Regions from separate parts of the Arachis hypogaea genome. Here region 2 is linked to region 1. A link is a contact called in public Hi-C data. All regions are on one chromosome and are shown on one strand. Each heading gives the region's core, a stretch centred on a gene start, on an enhancer-like site or on the middle of the called end of the contact. The rest is flanking DNA. Distances are from core to core; before and after follow the strand shown.

Region 1 (3,408 bases), core at 536-3,035:
CCTAACAAAATAAGTGATATGATACCGTTTTTGAGCTATTTAAATGTCAAAACCAAAACTACATCATTTTACAAGTTTTAACGTGACATCTGATAGTCTATAACAGCGTTCCATTAACGTTTTTATACTAAAAATCGTCTTAGGGACTAATATGAGGTACATTTATAAACTTTGGGGACTAAATAGAGGCAATTGAAACTTGAGAGACTAAATTGAGACTCGCGTGTAAGTTCAGGGACCAAATTTAGTATTAACTCTTAACTTATTGTTTAGGTTGTTAAAAAAAATTATTTCTCTACATTTTTTTCTAATTTAAATTCAAAATTGATTATTTTAATAAATTGGGAATCTAATTTTAATAATTAATTTAATATTTTTTAAAACCGTTATTCATATTGTTCAATATTTATATTGTTTACCTAGTCACCTGACATTTTTTTTGGATTTTTTATTTTAATAAATAAATTAATTATAATAATTATTGAAATAAATAATTTAAAAAATATTTACCGAAATAAATATCCCTCTCTTATCTCGTTTATCGTATAAACGAGATAGGTGTAGTTTTTCCATTTTTGTTTATTTCGTTTACAGTGTAAACGAGATACATGTTATAAATTAAATATAATTTTTGAAAATAATAAAAAATATTAATGATTTAAATTGGACAAAACTCTTAAAAATGGAACGTTTCAAATAATAAAAAAAATGAACGATTTTAAATGATAGAGAAGATAAACCGTGCATTTTAAATGATAGGGAAGATGGACTGTCCATTAAAATTAAACATGTCAACACGTTTACGTGAAAGCATATAAGTGCACTATTAAACTGTCCACTATTAATATCATTACCTTTTTTCTAACTACCCCACTATTAATACTATTGTTTCTAACGGATAAAATTTTTAAATTTTTTATGTACTCTCTTTATTATTAATTTTTAAATTCAAATTATATATATTTTAAATTTTGTTTGTTGGATAAGAGTACATAAAAATTTGAAATATAATTTAAATATAATTATATTTCAAATTTTAGTTGTTGCATGGGAGTATATAAAAATTTGAAATATATTTAAATTTCGTTTGTTGTATGAGAATATATTTAAGATGGGAAGTATGAAGTTGATACACGAAAAATAAAACAGAAAGAAATGAGAAGAGAATTGAAACGATTATCTTTCACTTATTTATTCCCATCAATCTCTCCTAACAATTAGCAAACCTCTCCTAACGATACGATTTCTCCTATTCTTCCTCTGTTTTATTTATCCCATCAACCTCTCCTGACAATTGGCAAACGGTTATTTTCCACTCTTTTATTTATCTCCCTAACACAATTAAACGATTATCTCCCTATTCTTTCTCTATCTTATTTATCTATCAATTTCACGCTACCCATCTTTTAATTTTTAGGAGCGGGCACAGTTACGTATTTATTCTCATAATGGAACATGAACATCGTACGAATTTTTTATTTTTAAAATTTATTAATATTTTTTATTATTTTCAGAAAATATATTTTTATATTTATAAATACATATAAACGAGATATATGTTTTTATGTTTTTATATTTTTAATATTTTTTACATTGTAAACAAAATATAAAAAAATTGAAAAAATTACGTATATTTCATCTATATCTATACAAAATTATCTCGTTTATAATGTAAATGAGATAAAAGAAAAATATTTATTTCGATAAATATTTTTTAAATTATTTATTTCGGTCATTATTATAATTTATTTATTTATTAAAATAAAAAATCCCATTTTTCTTTCGGCATCTACAATTCAATTTCAAAAAGACAAAAATGACCATTGATGAATTTTTAGCTTTTACCCTATTTAAGTCTGGTAGTGTTTCATTTCGTAATTTCTAGAGGCACCCTTCCTATAAATTAAAACCAGCTTTAATCTCGGGAAGAAACACTAGCTCAACTGAACCTCGCATATCACAGAAATAAAATAATAGTTTAAGGAAAAAAAAAAAGAAAAAGCAGAGAGAGAGAATGGGAGGCTCATATTGTGTGAGGGAGAGGAAGCCATGTCTGAGATGGGTTGAGAAATACTTCAAAGACTGCCTTTGCAATGTGAAAGATGACATCTCCTTCAGTTTCGGTCTCATAAGTCTTGTGTGTTGGGGAGTCGCTGAAATCCCTCAGATTATTACAAATTTTCGCACCAAGTCAAGCCATGGAGTCTCCCTTGCCTTTCTCTTCACTTGGGTCGCCGGGTGAGTTCCTCAACTTTCTTTTTAAGATAAAAGGTTCGTTGAACTTGAAAGTGTTGTTTGTGTCTTTGTGACTTCGTAAGTACGATTTTGGAAGTTTATAGTATAAATGTTAAACTACATACACATACACCTTCCATTTTTACTTTTTCTCTTAAAATTCTTAACTCACAAACATGTTTTTAATTAGATATAATTTTTTTAAAATATATTTAAGGGGTACTTGTTGAAGAATGTTTAAGAGCAAACTTTAAATGTATAAAAAGACTGGCAAATTTTGCTTTTGAATCAAAGATTTTGCTTTTGTTTTAACATGCGCCGATGCGCCTTTTAAGATAGATGATAATAAAGTCTTTTAATTAATTAATTAATTAATTAAATGACAGTACTATCACTAACCCCTCCATAATCTCTTTTCTTTCGAATATATTAAAAAAATTAATAGTAATATATAAAAACAAAATACACAGCAGGCCACCAGTTGCATGTTTTCTCATAGTGGCCTGTGAATTCTGTGATTTATATATATTCGATTGCAGTATCTTCCAAGTAGCGAAACCTTACTGGTGGTCAATAAAAGTAGCACTCTTTATTTGGATACACTAACCCAATTTTAACCACTTAAAGTGGCACTAATTGCTTTAATTGGTAGTTTCACTTTATTAATAAAACAAATATTTGAATGCAGTGACATATTCAACTTGGTGGGTTGCCTTTTGGAACCAGCTACGGTGAGTGACTCCCTGAACCATATACACGCTATTTAAATATTTGTCAGGTTGCAGGTGGTGGTCCTGAGAGTCCCGAGGCCACGTTTCCTCTAACCATCATGCTCTGGATAAACACAGAAACTAGAGATGCAACATAGTCAATAAGTGTTTTAATGAAGAAAAATAGGAATATAAAAAAGAATCGCCACATAAAAATATAATTGATGAAAAAGTATTTAATTAGTTAATAATTAATTATTTTTATCTTAAAGTTTATAATTTAAAATTTAATATAAATAAAATATTTTTTTAAAAGTTGGCTAATAGAAGTTAAAAAAAATTAGCTTAGGGTATTACTCTTCTATTAATCATTTTAGAGCAAATATTTAATTTTTTTTAATTTTATATTTAACATTTTAATCTCTAAAAAAATTTTTCTATTAGAAATTTTTAAAAATTAATT
Region 2 (3,408 bases), core at 600-3,099, 57 kb before region 1:
TATCTTTATTTTTAACAAATTGTTAGCTAAACCTTTCTTTTATTATAATATAACTATTTTAATTAAATCTTAGAACTTTTGAATATATAATCTAAATAGATTAAAATCTTTTTTTATTTTCAAAAGTTTTAAAAATATTACTCTCTATATTTCGGGCCTCTTATTAGTTAAAATTTGGTTAAAAGTTAACTCTACACCTAATATTACTCTTAATTATACAAAAATATTTAGAAAACAATAAAAAATAATTTAAAATAACATAAAATTATTTTATTTTATAAATGATTAATTATTACTAAAATAATTAAAATATTATTAAATTAAACAAATAATTTTAAAATGTTATTTCTATCTCTATCGTTATCTAATGACTAATGCAAGACAAGATGCGACAACCAGTTGTTTCATGTTTGCAGCTTGTCAACGAAACGACGTTTCTCATTCTCTTCTCAATCTTTTCCAGTTTTTCGTAATTGGCGCAGACTTCAACATGTTCCATACGTTGCTGCTTCTGATCGATTTTTTCCCTCCATATTATAATCTACGATAATGACATCTTAATTTTGTGTGATAAATTCCTAAATCATATTGAATTAGGTGCACACTCATTTGATTCAAATATTATGAAATAATTCTTTTTCAAAACTTTAGTCTGCTAGATAAATTAAGATATGTATGTGATTACTTTACTTTTATGCTGGTTGACATGTTTTTTGTTCATTTTCTTTTTCTAAATTTAAGGTATAGACTACACAAATTCTTCTGTATTTTGTGCTTAAAATTATTTATTTTTATTAAGAAGAATAAAAATAAGAAAATTTAACCTATTTTATATTTTAATTATAAAAATTCTTATATCATATTACAAACTAATTCTCCTAAACCAAAAAACAGTTACATTGAACTACAAGATTAACTTTGTATCTTATAATTAATTTGTTTGTAAAAACAGAGTGTCGTAAAATTATTTATGTGTGATTATACATAACTATATGTTATTTTATATGATAAAACTATTTATTTTAAAAATTAAATTATTAAATAAAATCACATAAATATTATGTACCTAACAAATGTATGATAAATCTGTGTGTGGGCCTCTACGTTCATTTGATAGATTTTGCTGGAACTATGTAAGATATATGATATGATTGAACCGTAATTGGTTAGAGCATTAAAGCCTAAAGGTGATGAGTCAATAATGGTGTCAATTTGATATTAAAAATAATAAAGAATAAAAATAAGTACACTTAGAATATATCAGCTTAATTTTAATATATTAATAATATAAAATGTTTTATATAATTATTTAATTCATAAATTATATTATTAGATTAGTTTAATTTTGATGTACTGATAGTATAAAGCGTTTTATTAAGTCGTATAATCATATTTATTTTTTTAAATGACTATTCACACAGTCAGTAATCGGTATAAGAGATAATTATTTTTATTATGTAGTATTACATAATTAAATATAAATATAAAATTATTTTATACAGTACATCAAAATTAAATTTTAATTTGATATATATAAAAAATTATTTTATATTAATTCTATATGGAATTTAAATTCAAAATATATACGACAAATTTCCAATCAATATTATGTGCTCGGGAGGAAATGGATAACAACGAAGGCAACATGAACAAGATCACTTTGCAGACGTGGTATATAACTTTAATGACCAAGTTGCAGCGCACCGTCGCCGTTTCTTTAAAATTTGTTGTCCTGTTTGGCTGTTTTTTATTTCATGATTGCAACGCACTAACGCATTCGTTGATGACACTCGAGCAGTGTCTTATTCGTTCTGTCGTTCTAATCATATCCTTCTAGTTGTGTTGGTTTGATTTTGATATAAAACGTCTTGAATATTAGCCCCACAAGAATAAAAATTTGCTAAGGCGGTGTCCTACATCTAACAATCATAGAGGCCCAAAAAGTTCCACATTCACCAAGGGACATCCTCAATTTTATCTTTCATTATCTGTATTGCCTTAGCCCTTAGGCTTCTGTTCTACTGGAACATTGTTATGACTGGTAGCCTTTCTAATGAATAGAGTATTATTCACAAATTAGGCACGCCTTCCTTTTAATTTAGTCGAACTCTATTAGTGAAAGATTTATAATTTTTTTCTGAGTTTAATTTTAATGCATTAATTTTTTAAATAACTATTTATATTGTCAAGATAAAAAATAGTTATTTTCATTTTATTTTATTTTTCTTTTAACGAAGATAGAGATATTCGAATCCGTAACCTCTTAAATGAATATAAGGAGACTATGCTATTTGAGTTATAATTCATTGACAAATAATTATTTTTATTAATATAATGATATGTAATTAAATGTACGTATAAAACTGTTGAGTAAATATCCCATCCGACCCTTGTCCATTTTTACGAAGGACAAGACGTCTGTGTAAAAAAAAGGGGACATTTCAGTTCTCAACCTTTTTATTTTAGGACAATATGACTCCTTTATTAAAAAATATGTTAAATAGTAACAAAATTAATTTTGTGGGAGTTTTATTTGTAATTTGGGGGGTTTTAAACACTTACAAACTATTAATAAATTATTTTTAAAAAATTCCTTCACCGATGGTTAAGTGGAGAAAGATCATTGCTGAAAATGATATCGCAGGAGAAAAAAGTAATTGCAGCACGAAGACTTTTTAAAGAGAAAAAATAACATCGAACAATAAATGAAATAAGATAATATTAATATTGATGATATTTGTATTGGTGACGATGAAAGTAAAAGAAATAACAATGGTGACAAAATATGGTTATACAACATAAATAGTAGAGGTAAAATTGATAATGATGAGAATAAAGAAGATGGTGATAATAGTGATCATAGTTGATTATATCATTGAAAAAATATTTGTGGAAGATTTAAAACTCCCCACAAATTACAAATAAAACTTCTACAAAATTAATTTCCATTATTATTTAATAAATATTTTGACAGAAGAATCACATTATCCTAAAATAAAAAAGTTAGAAGATCGAAATATCCCTTTTTTTATAAACAATAAACACCTTATACTTTGTGAAAACAAACCGCAAGCTAGGTCTTTACTCATGAAATGTTAGTATAAAAGAGTAATACAATAGAATCAACAAAATTTATCATTTTTAACCAATATTTAATTAATTATAAATTTTAATAATATAAAAATAAAATATTGATTCAAAATATTCATTAATATTGATAAAAAAAATTAATTCTAATATTTTTCATAATATAATCCGGTTTTAATAGAGAGTGAACTCTTCTTTAACTAACAATGAGCATAAAGTAATAAGTAGCAAAAAAAAAAAAAAAAAAAAGAAATATTAGTTGATTATTAATTAAAAATTGGTTTCTAATCTTCTACCAATATGATAACAGTGAAACAAAAA

What was found. Hi-C and Micro-C count contacts between places; a contact is called where the count stands out from the background.
Region 2: a contact with region 1 is called in a Hi-C map of leaf, with 2.3 times the contacts expected there. The contact joins the enhancer-like site here to the promoter of LOC112720396 in region 1. A contact is called at or near these places in 5 of 8 Hi-C or Micro-C datasets (leaf and an unstated tissue).

Annotation. Positions count from the first base shown.
Region 1 is chr11:15,917,316-15,920,723 of arahy.Tifrunner.gnm2.J5K5, reverse strand. LOC112720396 (vacuolar lysine transporter YPQ1) reads left to right here and starts at 1,785. Exons shown (of 12, transcript XM_025771334.3): 1 at 1,785-2,238; 2 at 2,924-2,966. The coding sequence starts at 2,015.
Region 2 is chr11:15,974,877-15,978,284 of arahy.Tifrunner.gnm2.J5K5, reverse strand. No RefSeq gene overlaps it. Among protein-coding and RNA genes, the nearest start is that of LOC112723801, 7.9 kb to the right of the region's middle. Within about 2 kb of position 1,849, at least 2 of the 3 cell types and tissues checked have open chromatin away from gene starts, as enhancers often do.